Linked DNA regions of Mus musculus: regions 1 and 2 are each linked to region 3. A link is a contact called in public Hi-C data. All regions are on one chromosome and are shown on one strand. The core of a region is the stretch at or near the end of the contact, and the rest is flanking DNA. Distances in the headings are between cores, read along the strand shown.

What was found. Hi-C and Micro-C count contacts between places; a contact is called where the count stands out from the background.
Region 1: a contact with region 3 is called in a Hi-C map of B cells, with 5 read pairs. The contact joins the promoter of Tulp3 here to the promoter of Hnrnpf in region 3.
Region 2: a Hi-C map of CD8 T cells shows a contact between it and region 3, with 6 times the contacts expected there. The contact joins the promoter of Arhgdib here to the promoter of Hnrnpf in region 3. A contact is called at or near these places in 2 of 484 Hi-C or Micro-C datasets (CD4 T cells and CD8 T cells).

What each region holds. Positions count from the first base shown.
Region 1 is chr6:128,354,340-128,358,132 of GRCm38.p6, forward strand. It overlaps Tulp3 (tubby-like protein 3), which reads right to left and starts at 1,512. Exons shown (of 11, transcript NM_011657.2): 1 at 1,399-1,512. The coding sequence starts at 1,439. It overlaps Rhno1 (RAD9-HUS1-RAD1 interacting nuclear orphan 1), which reads right to left. Exons shown (of 3, transcript NM_001326585.1): 3 at 2,661-3,793. The coding sequence ends at 3,312.
Region 2 is chr6:136,939,573-136,943,907 of GRCm38.p6, forward strand. Arhgdib (Rho, GDP dissociation inhibitor (GDI) beta) reads right to left here and starts at 2,184. Exons shown (of 6, transcript NM_007486.5): 1 at 2,079-2,184.
Region 3 is chr6:117,904,302-117,908,625 of GRCm38.p6, forward strand. It overlaps Hnrnpf (heterogeneous nuclear ribonucleoprotein F), which reads left to right and starts at 2,481. Exons shown (of 4, transcript NM_133834.2): 1 at 2,481-2,538. It overlaps 4933440N22Rik, which reads right to left and starts at 3,904. Exons shown (of 2, transcript XM_017321877.1): 1 at 3,803-3,904; 2 at 1,505-3,540. The coding sequence starts at 3,904. The coding sequence ends at 2,809.

The sequences.
Region 1 (3,793 bases), core at 262-2,761, about 10 Mb after region 3:
CAAAAACCTGCCAGCTGGTCCCAGTTTCAAAGTCAAGTCCTTGTTCCCTAAAATCATGAGTCATGGAAGGCAGAGTCAGATGGGTCTGTATGAGTTTGAGGCTAACCTGGTTTGAATATCGAGTTTCAGTCTTGCTTCATAAGACCTATCTCAAAAAATAAAATAAAAATAAAATCACATCCCTAAGAAATTTACTTCTCTAAAAATCATTTCGTTAACAACTAAATCCCTCAACTGAACGCGATATCATTTGATTTCAACCGGATACACGCTGAATTCTAACTTTCCTACCCCGACCTTACCCTTGTAAATGGATCTTCGGTTCCCAAAATGGAGAAGTTGTAAACAAATTTCAGAGAGCAGCTATCATGTTTATAGAATTTAGTTGATGAAAGATTAAAACAGGTGACGCCTTGGGAGGCAGAGGTAGGGGGCAAATGTTCAAAGTCCTCCTTATTAACTTATTATTAAGTTTCAGGGAAGCCTAGTCTGGATGGGACCCACGGGGGGTGGGGGGGTCGCTATTCCGTCTTTATAACTTTGTAAAATATGGTTTCGGATCAGTTAAAAACCAGTTTAAACGTCAGACCAAATCCTAACACGCCAAGCCTTTATCGCTGTGGTAATGGAATGGTAAAGGAAGAATGTAGTTGGCGTGTTTGATTTTAATCCTCACACCATGCCAAAGTTTTGAGCCAGTGATTTCACACGGCCCCCCATTAACTTTTCGTTAGCCTAGCTGACAAGAAATGAACAGGCTGAGATTGCAGCCCGTTTGTCTTTCCAAGCTCACCATGTGAACCAGGCAAAAAGAGGGGTATTGGTAGAAAAGCCAGGGGCACGAGCAAGAGTACGGATCAGTCTAAACTAAGTCCTGATTGAAAGAACTGCTAGAACTCAGGGGAAGGAAGAAAGAAGAAAAGAACAGTTTTGCATTTTCAGCTCTCGGACTCGTTCCAGAATTCCGCAATGACTGCCAAATGCAACGGCCTTGGAACCAATTAACCATCACTCGCGACCTTCCGCGTCGACTCCCAAGAGTGCCCTCCTTCCAGCTCAGTTCTGATCCTACTCGTGAAAGACATGGGGGAGGGCGAACGCATTGCAAGTAAGGGAATCGAGACCCCAGGGGAGCAGGGCGAGCTGGTCCAGGGTAAACTCCAGGGGAGCGGCTCAAGAGTGCTGGCGGCACGGGATGCACAGCGCATTGCAAATGAGGGAATCGGAGGCCCTTGGGGAGTAGGGTGAGCAGGTTCGGGGTAAATTCCAGGAAAGAGACGCGAGAGCGCTCTGGCGACGCGGGGTGTGCAAAGCGCCTGCTCAGCTGGGGACCCGATCTTGGCCTCCGCTCTTGCCCGCCCACCCTGGAGACCCCAGCCCGCCCCACCGCCGCCTGACCTGTCCCCGCGGGGTCCGGGTGCGCAGCGCGCCGCCTCCATACCCGCCCGACCGGTGGCATCAGCGTCCAGACCCCGAGACGCCGCCGCCCGGCTGGAGAGGATGGAGGAGATCGGGCCCCGCCCCTGACAACCACACCCCGCACTGTCGCCGACGCCCATTGGTCCAGTGCCCTACGCTCCCCTCTCACTGGCAAATGGCGTTAGCCATGATGCTGGAGGGTTTCCAGGGGGCGGGAGGCACCGGGAGGCGAAGGCGCGTGCGCTAGATCCGGGAGCAGCCCCCCGGGGTTGGGTCGGAAGAGTCTGCTGCTCCATTCCACCGCTCCGGGACTGGCCCCCACAGAGCGATCCCCAGCACCCCTCTGTGGCACCGAGAACATCCAGGCTGCTGCCTTGGGTTTTCTACTCTTTATCACCTGAAGCCTCAGCATCTGACCACCGACTCTGGGATAGCCGAGGCCTTCAGCCTCCCAAACCAGCCTTTGCCCAAAGCCCGACTGAGGGATCCCTACCTGGGGACCTTCAGCAAATGTCCTTATTTAGTGAGGGTAGCAGCTAAGCTGTCCTCTCTGCAGTAAATCATGCCTCCAGCCATCAATGCCTTTGTGGCTTTGGTCCCTATAGGACTTTATGACCAGAACTATAGCATATAAACTTAATTAGTAAGGCCAAAGTCACACTGATGTTGAATCCAAAAATTCACTTAAAAAATAATGTATTTATTTTGAGACAGGATTTCACTATACTATCCTCGGTTGGTCTGGAACTCTGAGATCCTACTGCCTCTGTCACCCTAGTGCTAGAATTAAAGGCATGTGCCATCGTGCCCTAGGCTATTATGTGTATGTTTCACCTATGTGTATGTCTGCATATCATATGCATCCCTGGTGCCCAAGGCTGTCAGATACCCCGGAACTGGAGTTACAGATGGTTGTGAGTCACCATGTGGGTGCTGGGAATAGAACTCGCGCCTCCGGGCATCCAGGGCTCATAACTGCTGAGCCACCTCTCCAGGTCCCAGAAATTAATTTTTGAAAACTAGGGAATATGATACCTGCACACATAGGCTAGGAAAGCATTGCACTCACTTAGCCCCTCTCCCTGTGGGACTCTGGATTGCTCCTTTGTGTGTGTGTGTGTGTGTGTGCTACAAATCTTCACTCATAAGCTCTGCTTGGTCTAGAAAGGGCTAGTGCTAAATGAGTAGGGTTGAAAGAGATGCTATTTGAATGAGTAAGAGGACCACTGAGACAGGCACATCCACACTACCCACACTAGAGTGTGAGCTTCCACTTTATGTACACATAGGATAAGTTACTGATAGGAATCCATTTCTCCACCACATGTGATAGCGTCATATTTCTTCCACTGTAAACACATCTCAAAACACAAACCTAAAGTACTCATCCGTCCCCTAGCTCTCTGACCCCATCGTATTCACCAACACAGGCCTGGCTTGGGACCCTTTGAGCCAAGGCTGTCAACCATTAAAAACCAGAGCTCTCTCTTGATTTTCTCCAGTCGCTGAGCCTCACACTCGGTACCAACAGCGTGAGATGAATTAGTTCGAGGCAGAAGACTAATAAGCATAGACCTTTTATAGATGGGCACGAGGCTGCATTACTGACAACGGCTGGGTTCTCTAAAAACTCGGCAGCCATTTATTTACAAACGCTGTGAACAGTACAAGAAACGTCAGAGGTCTAAACAGTTAATGTGAGAAAAATACCAACAGTTCATGACACTAAATTCAACGGTTCCTGGTGCGAGGCGGAACCCTAGAAACCGAACTCCGACTCTGGCTAAGTGGTCTTCCTATTGCTGTTCGTCCCCTTTCATCCTTTCAAACCAGGATGACTTGCGAAACCTCCCCACAGCAGCTCCGGGAAGAACTGAAGCTCTGCGGTCCTGTCAGATCTTCACAAGGAACTGGCTTCCATCCAGCTTCCCCTTCTCCTTAAGGTAGGCAAACAGGTGCCTTCTGCGTCTCCACGTGACCTTAATCCCATACTTCTCCTCAGGGGTGTCCTTGACCAGAACAGGCCCCGGCTCTGGGCTGCTGGGAGTCCCAGGGCCAAGGATGCAGCTTGGAAAACTGTTTTCCTTCTGGTCTGGGGAAATGGGATCGTCTCTTACAGAAGAGTCTGGGGTCTGGATGTCAGGGGGTGCGAACACATGAGGTAAACTGTGAGGTACATGCACTGACAGTTCTCCACAGCTCTGGGGACTGAACAATGGCACTAAAGGCCTTCTGGGTGGGTCCTTTTCTGAGTTCTGGGGCTGCACTCGGTTGGATAGCAACAACGTCTCTGAACTGGAAGACTGTGGACTCTCAAAGGTTAGACGTGGAAACTTGCAGGTAGATCTCCGAGTTGGGCGCCTTGCCTGGTCTC
Region 2 (4,335 bases), core at 934-3,433, about 19 Mb after region 3:
GCTCTGTTTTTCGGTGCAGAAAGAGATAAGAGTACGAATCACTATGTTCCCCCCCCCCCCACACACACACACACTGCGTGACGTTCCTCTTTCACAAATACCACTTTAAATAATCTTAAAAGACAGCTGCACTCTGGAAGCCATGACTAGGCAAAAAACTAGACACAGTCACCAAGGTTCTAAATTAATGTGAGACGTCAAAGACAATTTCATGGACACTCGAACTTAGATTATTAGACCCCCGAGGAATCCCCTGTGGAGTTTTAGTCAGCTTGGGTTGAGGAAACCAGAATATTATCAATAAAGGGCAACCTGGTAAGATCTTATTGTATGGATGAAAGTACCAGTGATTTTTCAGGAGCAATCAAGACCCGAGGCCTGCAAAACTCTACCTGGGACTCAACCCACCATCCACCAATGTAGTCCATCTCAGCAGCGAGGCTGCTGTGCAAACAAAGACATTCCACATGTGGGATTAGAGAAATCTTCTTCCACAGACAATGTCTAAGGCTATCAACTCTTTTACTGTACCACTATATGAACTGCTGAACACTTCCTTAATATTCTTCTCCATTCTCTCAGTATGAAAATCGTGAGTTTCTCAATACCAGGCTTGGCACACCAGAGGGCTCTGAGCCAACCCTGGCTGTCTTTTCTCTCTGCTTAGTTTTCACCCCACAGGGCTTCTTCTCCCTTCCTGTTAGCTCAAGTTTGTCACGGATCATATTCCCGTAAATTCCCCTCAGAGTAACTCTGCTGTTCTGAGCTTCCAGTGGAAACCAAACTGTGCGCGGCTGAGCAAAGCCTGTCTCCCTGGGACAGACCCACACTCTCCAAAATGGTGAAGGACCAAATTCCGAGGGCAAGAAGATGCCCATGAGGTTTAGGCCGGCTAGTCATGGTTGTTTCTCACTGGCAGAGTGTGGGCCACGTGGAAGGAGAGTTGATCATGTTCTATCAGAAACCTGAAGGACTCACAAAAGAATAAGCTCATTTTGTCAGTAAACTTGCACTGTGTTTGAAACGGGCAGGGGTACACTCTTAGAAATGCCACAGAGAGAAATGGCACCTGTTGGTGACAAATTCCCAGCCAGCAGGTCACCGCTGATCTCTTCTTGAGTTCTCATGTGGGGAACCCAGTGTGCTAAGCCTGACTTCAGAAGGCTCTTAGTGTCTTTGTGAAGGGGTGGTTTGGGGGCCTTCCTGTAAGAGTCTGACTCCCTCACCGCCTAGTGAAAAACTACTCAGAGCTTCTCAGACCCATGCTACAGTTACCCAAAATGGGGCATTTAGCACTTGCTGACTGGAAAACCTGAGAAAGAGAGGAGAGCATACCAAGTGATGCCTAGAGCCCTTCTAGCAAGGCCAAAGTTCAGACCACGACAGCTGGAAGGCCCACCGACCACGTTTATAGCTGGGCCCACGCAGACTCTCCTAGTGCCTCTCCCACAGTTTTCTCCACATCTTCTGGGTCTGCATCAGTTCCCCTTGATGTGGAGGGCTGCTTTGTTTTTTGGCAGTCACAGTGAATATCTTCCTGCCCAGCCCACTGCAGGAATTTAATTCCCCTGGTTTTTGCTAAGGGCTTAGCATTTGACAGCTCTGCACCATATTTTCTCTCCTTTCAAACAGTCTCTTTAAAGTGTGCTCAAAAACAGGAAACCACACATCTCCACCCCAGCACAAGCCGCCATCCACAGCACAGTCAGTATCAGAGGTAGGGTTTTCCTTTTCCTGAGCGCAGCCAAATTCCAGCTCCTGCCTAGCAAGGAAACCACCCAGTGCTGCCCCCCACTCCGCCCCCATTCCAGGTATCCCCAGAGCCCTTCTCTAGAACATTCTGGTAGCAGGGTACTCTCTCCTACCTCCTTCAGCTTGTCTCCCCTTCTCAGGGCTGACTTCCCCTTTTCTGCTCCAGCAATCTCTTTAGCACTTTCTTATCATGAAGTTCGGTTTAAAGAACCGCCCTTCCTAAGAACAGCAACAGCTCCTCTGGCAAGGGCAGTAGGGTGGTTCTGAGATTTCCTACAGGACTCTGCGCCCACCTGCAGCCTCCCCACCTCAGGCATTCAACTTACATTCCAGGCTCCAGTCGGCCCTGTGTCTCTGGAGGTTACCTCTGTCTCTCAACTCTGACTGAGGACTGGCAGAACAGGAAGGAAGTTGAGAGAGAGAGAGAGAGAGAGAGAGAGAGAGAGAGAGAGAGAGAGAGAGAAGAGGAAAAAATGTTTTAAACCTACTTGACAAGGAAACCCTGGGCTGTCTCGATATCCTGCTCTGCCTATCTTCCGATCAGCCGTCTGAGCAGCATTCTTGACAATTAATGACACATGTGGAGCAAACCAGCCCATGTGACATAGATGCATGAGTGTGCATGCTGGGGGAGGGTCCCTGTAGCTGTGTGTGCTTTCAATGACTGGGTGTGCGTGTCTAAAAGCCATAATCTCGGGGAGAGACATAGGGCCCCTAAACAGAAGTAATAGGCTTTATTGTGTACTACAAACTTCTGCTCCTCTAAGGCTCCTGTCAGCTTTCTTTTATTTATAATTCATTTATTTATAGTAAGACAACTTGCTGGTAGGAAATGAGGAGTAGAAATTATGAATGTTAAATGTATATACTGGGTGCTCAATTTAAATAATTTGTCTTCAGACAGAGGGTTTTTTTTTTGAGCTTTATTTATTGGTCCTCATTTGAAGATGTTGCTGTGTATTATTGCACCACAAGCCTTCAAACGAAATAAACAAAAGTAAAAACAAAAGCAAGAACAAACACTGTTGGTTATATCTAGGAATGTAGATTGTAAATGCAGCTTCATTAATTCCTCATCTAACGCAGAAATCTGTGACAATCACATGGATGCTAAAATTGACTTTGCAGCTATTTGAGGAGTGGCTTGTGAATAAATTTAAATGAGAACAAGCTGCCAACACTGTGTGCAGTCCCGTTGGAGACAGGGCTGCGGTGTCTGCGTTTCGATGCTTTCTCTAACTTGCTCCTAAGCTGCGGTCAACAAGGCATGCTCGTTTATACTAACATTTCAATAATCAGTATTTGTATTAATATGCGTAGTGACTGCTACCTCAACCAAGGCACTTGGGGAAAATGGCACTTTTCCTCTCTTCATCCAAATAGGCTGCATGCTCTTCAGTTATTTTGAACGTCGCTGTGAGTTGTGTCTGGTGCTGAGATGTATTCAAATGCTAAGTACTGGCCACCAAGATCTGGTTGTCCCCCAACATCTTCAGTAGACCAAGTGATGCTATGTAAATCTCATTCCCCAATTGAAAACTATTGGCTAGATAAAAGTGGTTACAGCCAATTACCAGGTAGAATAGAGGCAAGTGGGTTTTCAGTTACCAGGATGAGGGTCGCAGGTAGGGACCATGGGAAAAAAGAGAGAAGGAGAGGAAGAAGAGAGGACGAGGAAGGAGAAAGGAAAGAAAGAAAACAGGAGGTCTCCATTAGACATGATGAACCAGGAGTATGTGGCCGTGAAATGCCCCGCCCACCAGGATAGACTGATGGAGCAGAAATAACCTGGGATGTGTGTGGGGGGCGATGGGGGAAGACTCAAACATCAACTACTTGTGGAATCACAGTTTGGAAAGTAGATAGTCCAGTGTATAGAAAAATAGATTAGATGTGACCCCACCCACCCACCCAATAATTGTGCTAAGCTGATTAAATAAACTCATAGGACTTTGCCTTGATTATTTGGGGGCTGTCTGAGTCATATTAATAGACAATAGAATTTAATAAAATTAATTGAGAGACTACATTATGCCCTTAGAGTAAGGAGAACTGGAGTGATCCTGAGACTGGCAGTCATATGGTCAGACATGGGCTTCTGACCTAGGGAACATATAAGAAGGAAATGAGGGAGCATTGTGGGCTGTGTGCTGGACAATTTTATGTCAACTTAACACAAGCTATAGTCAGCTGAGAGGAAGGAACCTCACTTGAGAAAAATACCTCTACTTGATAAGAAGGGCCCAGCCCATTGTGGGTGGGGCCACCCCTGGGTTGGTGGTTCTGGGTTCTATAAGAAAGCAGGCTGAGCAAGCCATGAGAATCCAGACAGTAAGCCACACCCTCCAAGGCCTCTGTACCTCTTTCTGACCTGGATCTTGACATGGAGCTCTTGAGGCATAGAGGCCCAGGCAAGGTAGTACATGCCTTTAATCCCAGGAGACTGAGGCAAACAGATCTCTGAGTTCAAGACCAGCCTGGGACAAAGCAAGTTCCAGATCCAGGCATGGTGGCACACACCTTTAATCTGGGCCACAGCTTCTGTTGGAGGCCTACCTAAGGACAGCGGAAGAAGGAAGACTC
Region 3 (4,324 bases), core at 1,231-3,730:
CTAGCTAGGGCATAAAAACTGGGTCAAGGCGACATGCAGCCATGCTCAAACTATGAAATCTATAACAGGGAGCAGTATTCTGGAGAAATTTATGTAAACAGAGAACAATTTTGTTAGCTTTCTGATCCTGAAATTTTATTACCTATTGTGATGTGTCTATCGTGTGTGTGTGTGTGTGTGTGTGTGTGTGTGTGTGTGTGTACAGGAAGCTAACTTTGGGGGGTTGGTTTTCTCCTTCCACCTTTTGGAGGCAGGGTCCCTCGTTTTTGGCATGATGCATGGTCCAGGCCACTGACCTTCCAGGCCAATCTTCTTCACTTCCCATCTTGACTCAGCATATAAATGTGAATTACCACGTCTGGCTTTTTTAAAATGTGGATTCTGGGGATGAAACGCCACCAGTCACCAGAGTTGTGTGGTGAATGCCTTTACCCCCTGAACTATATGAATAACCTGGACCTAAAACTGTGACCTCCCTTGCCCTCATTTACCCTGCTATGTTCAAACTTTGCTTTTTATTTTACATTCATTTATTTGTTATGCTTTTTTTATTTTTATTTTTTAGTTTTTCGAGACAGGGTTTCTCTGTAGCCCCGGCTGTCCTGGAACTCACTCTGTAGACCAGGCTGGCCTCGAACTCAGAAATCTGCCTGCCTCTGCCTCTCCAGTGCTAGGATGAAAGGTCACTTCAGTTCTTTATTTTTGAGACTGTAAAAGAGCTTTGTAGCACTGTCTGGCCTGGAACGATCACTGTAGACTAGACTGGCCTAGAATTTACAAAGATCTGCCTGCTTCTGCCTCAGGAGTGCTGCGATTAAAGTATTGTGCCACTCTATCTGCTGAATCTGAAAACTTTAAATTTAAAGTGTCAATTTAAATGTAAGGGAACAGGACAGATTGTAACTCTTTTCCTTGACAATTCCTCTCTGCATTTTATTTTTCTAAAATAATAATAATAATAGTAATAATAATAATACCAGTTGTGGCTGGGCACACCTTTAATCTCTCACTTTATGCCTCAGGAGGCAGGGGCCGGTGGATCTCTGAATTGGAGCCATAGTGAGTTCCAGGACAGCCAGCTTTACAACAGAGATACCATGTCTTAGGGTGGGGGTGTGGGGAACCAAAAGAAACAATACAAAACAAAACAAGAGTTGGAAGCCAGCCTGGGTTGCAGTCAGACAGAGGGAGCTCAAAAGTGAAACCTCTGGCTGTAAAAATCTGGGAACTTCAATTTGACCCCTGGAACTCACCTAAGGGAAATGAAAATACTTGTGAAAAGTTGCTCTCTGGCTTCTTCAAGGTTAGAAGTCACTTGCACCTTTCTCTGGCAATAGTAAGGAACTTTAAAAATAAATAAAACCACCCAAGGAGCAGGGTGAGAGGTCTCAGCAGAACTTGCTGCACAGGCCTTTCAACCTTGAGTTTGATCAGGACCCCACATGGTGGAAGGAGAGAACACTCAGGATTGTCCTCTGACTTCAGTTGAAAGTGTGGTGATAACTCGCACGAACTTAACAATTTTAATGCCCCACTCCCTGGGCAAACAAACAAACAAACATCAGAGGTGGGGGATGTAATTTGCCAACTACAAGGCTCTGGGTTTAGTGCTCACGAATACTTATCTAACTTTTGTAGCATCTGTTTTCTATCATTTGACTTCTATTTTTCTTCTTGGACAGGTTTTCCTCTCAAAGTTTTCTTTCCTTTTTCTGGAGTTAGTCTGGTGTGTTGTTTTATAAACGTTTCCTTCATCACTGTAGTTCACTTATAACCAGAGATTATTCTGAACGGCCTTGTAATTTCTCCAGTGTTTATATAGACAGCAGCTCGCGACCATGCATTGTAGCCTCGGCCGCCTCCATGCAGAAATGGAGTTCGTAGGAACCAGCTCGTGTTCCTACGCCCGCCTAGGCGGCTCTGGAAGCTTCAAAAATAATCTTCACTTTAGCTTGTATCTCGACATCTCGCAGAGAATCCTCCCAAATTATTACACATCAAGAAAATCTGTCCCAGCGTTCACATAGTGCTGAGAGTTAGAAACTTCAGACAAATCCCTCCGGACTGCCTGAGATGCCCTTAGGCGGTCTTTCTTTTACATAAGACACCATTCTAGTTTTCCGCACGCATGCGGTCATTGATTCCTTTGGGATCACTTTTCGGGATGCGGAGACACGCGTGCAGAATTCAGCGTCCACCGACTCACCAGCCCACAGGTCTCTTTATGGACAACCCCCTCCACCTTGCTGTCTCCCCCCCCCCCCTCGTTTGCCCGCCCCCTCCCCCTGCTACCCCCCCCCCGCAATGTTTGCGCCTGCGCCGTCACTGTCCTCTCCGGGACTCAGAGGCGGGTCCACAGCTCTCTAGTCCCGCCCCTCTCCCTCCCCCGGCCAATCCTAGGCTCCGTTCTGGGCTCGTCAGAATGGCGCCGCGGCTGCCCTGTGCCCGGATGTCCGCTGCCTGAGGCTCCGCCCCATCACCGTCTTGCATCCTTCCGGCTCCGTCGTGGAAGGAGGACTGCGCCTCGTCTTCCTGAAGGTGGGGTTCGGGGAAGGCCAGCCCGCGGTCACGCCGGCTGTGGGAAGGGAAAGTGGGCTCCCCGGGCTACTGTTTCCGGGTGCTCGGGGCGTGGGCCGAGCGGGGAGCGGACCGGGGATCAGGAGGGCTTCCGGAGGCGCCGCTGGCGCTCGGCAGGCGGGAGTTGAGGAGCAGGCCGGCCGCGCGGTTGACTCGCCCCGCTGAGGCCGTCCCGCGAGCGCGCCTGTGGGGGTTTCCATGGTGACAGTAAACAAGCCTCAACTGCCTCAGCTACAACTGCCAAGTCCCCGGGGTTCCACCCTCCTCTAGGTGCTCTGAGGGCCGGCGAGGTCCGGATGTGAGTGGGAGCGTGGAGCCGAGAAGCCGGAGGTGAGGGCCGCCGGCGGGGTGTGCTGGCGCCTGGGCCCGGCGGGCGTTGGATGGCGGGCGTGGGATCCGGACTCGGAAGGAACGGGGCCGAGGTGGCCGCCGCACAGCCATAGCCGTGCGGAGGCTGCCCACGGAGCTGGGGACCGCGTGGCCGGGGTTTGGGGTCGGGAGCCGAAGTTCAGCGCATTTTCGACGGGGATTGGGCCGCGTGGCCGAGGTGTGCGGTCGGGGGAGCGGGGACTGAGGGCTGGAGTCCGGTCGGTAGGGCCGGGCCTCTGGGCTGAGGTGTGCGGAGGGCCTGGGAGACCGCAGCCGCGGCCCACGCCCGCCCGGAGAAAGCGCGGCTTTCCTCAGAGCCGCCCCCCCACCCCGCCCGCAGGCGCGGCTTCCTCGGCGGGATATTGGGGGGGGGGGTGAGGGTGGAGCGCTTCTCACCCACCGCGGCTTACGCTCTGTCAGCGGCCCCCCGGCAGGCCCGGGCGGTGGTTGTAGTTTGGAGAAAGACGAGCGGGCGCTCACGTGGCCCGAGGCGCCCGGAGTTTCACAAGACTGGGCGGGACGGCTCCGCCCACCGCCCACGCCCGGCCCGAGCGAAGCCGAGCGCCTCGCTTCCTCCTCGTGGCGGCCCGGGAGCTAGGAGCACCGGTCTGCGCCGGTCCCGTCCCCCAGAGGTATCGTGTTAGCGTGTGGGGTGCGGAGTCTTTGCCTAGGTGGGTTAGTCGGCCTTAGCCGCAGTTACGAGCACTTTTGTGCTGTGTTTGTGGAGCCTCACGTGTCTGGGAAAAGTTGAGGTGGGCCCGCTCGGCCTTCCCTCGGCGCGTGCTCTCCGGAGCCTTCCCGACCCGGCGGGATCGGAGAGGCAGCCCCATGTGCCCTAAGACTCCCACCCAGCGACCTTTTCTGCCCCTGCCAGTCCGGGAACAAACAAATGGGCCTCTTTCCTACCTGCAAGTCGGGCTGCGGAGTAAGCGGGCGAGCGAGCGCGGGTGGCCGCCATGTGGCTGTGCGGGATCGGTCTCCTGAACCTGGGCAGTTTTGTTTACGGAACTTTTGGGCTTATTTTAGTCGGTTTCCTTTAATGTTTATTTGTGCGTGGAGGTGAGGGGATAAGGTGAAGAAATGGATTTTTCCAGCACTGGGTCCTTGGGATTGAATTGAGGGTCCCTGTCACAATGATCTATCGCTCTGTCCAGGGGGTGGTTTAAATATTTAATTCTTCTAGTTGAACAAGACAGACGATATCTGGAAATAGTTAATACTTAAGTCTTTCTTCCCTTCGTGCTGCGGAGTGGAGGTCAAAACGTGGTTCAGTTCTTCCATCTGTGTATTCAGACTGAGCGCAGGTAGCTAAGGTCTGGCAAAAAGTGCGTTAGCCCATTGAACAATGTCGAAGTACTTTTGAGTACGCCGGGTGGCT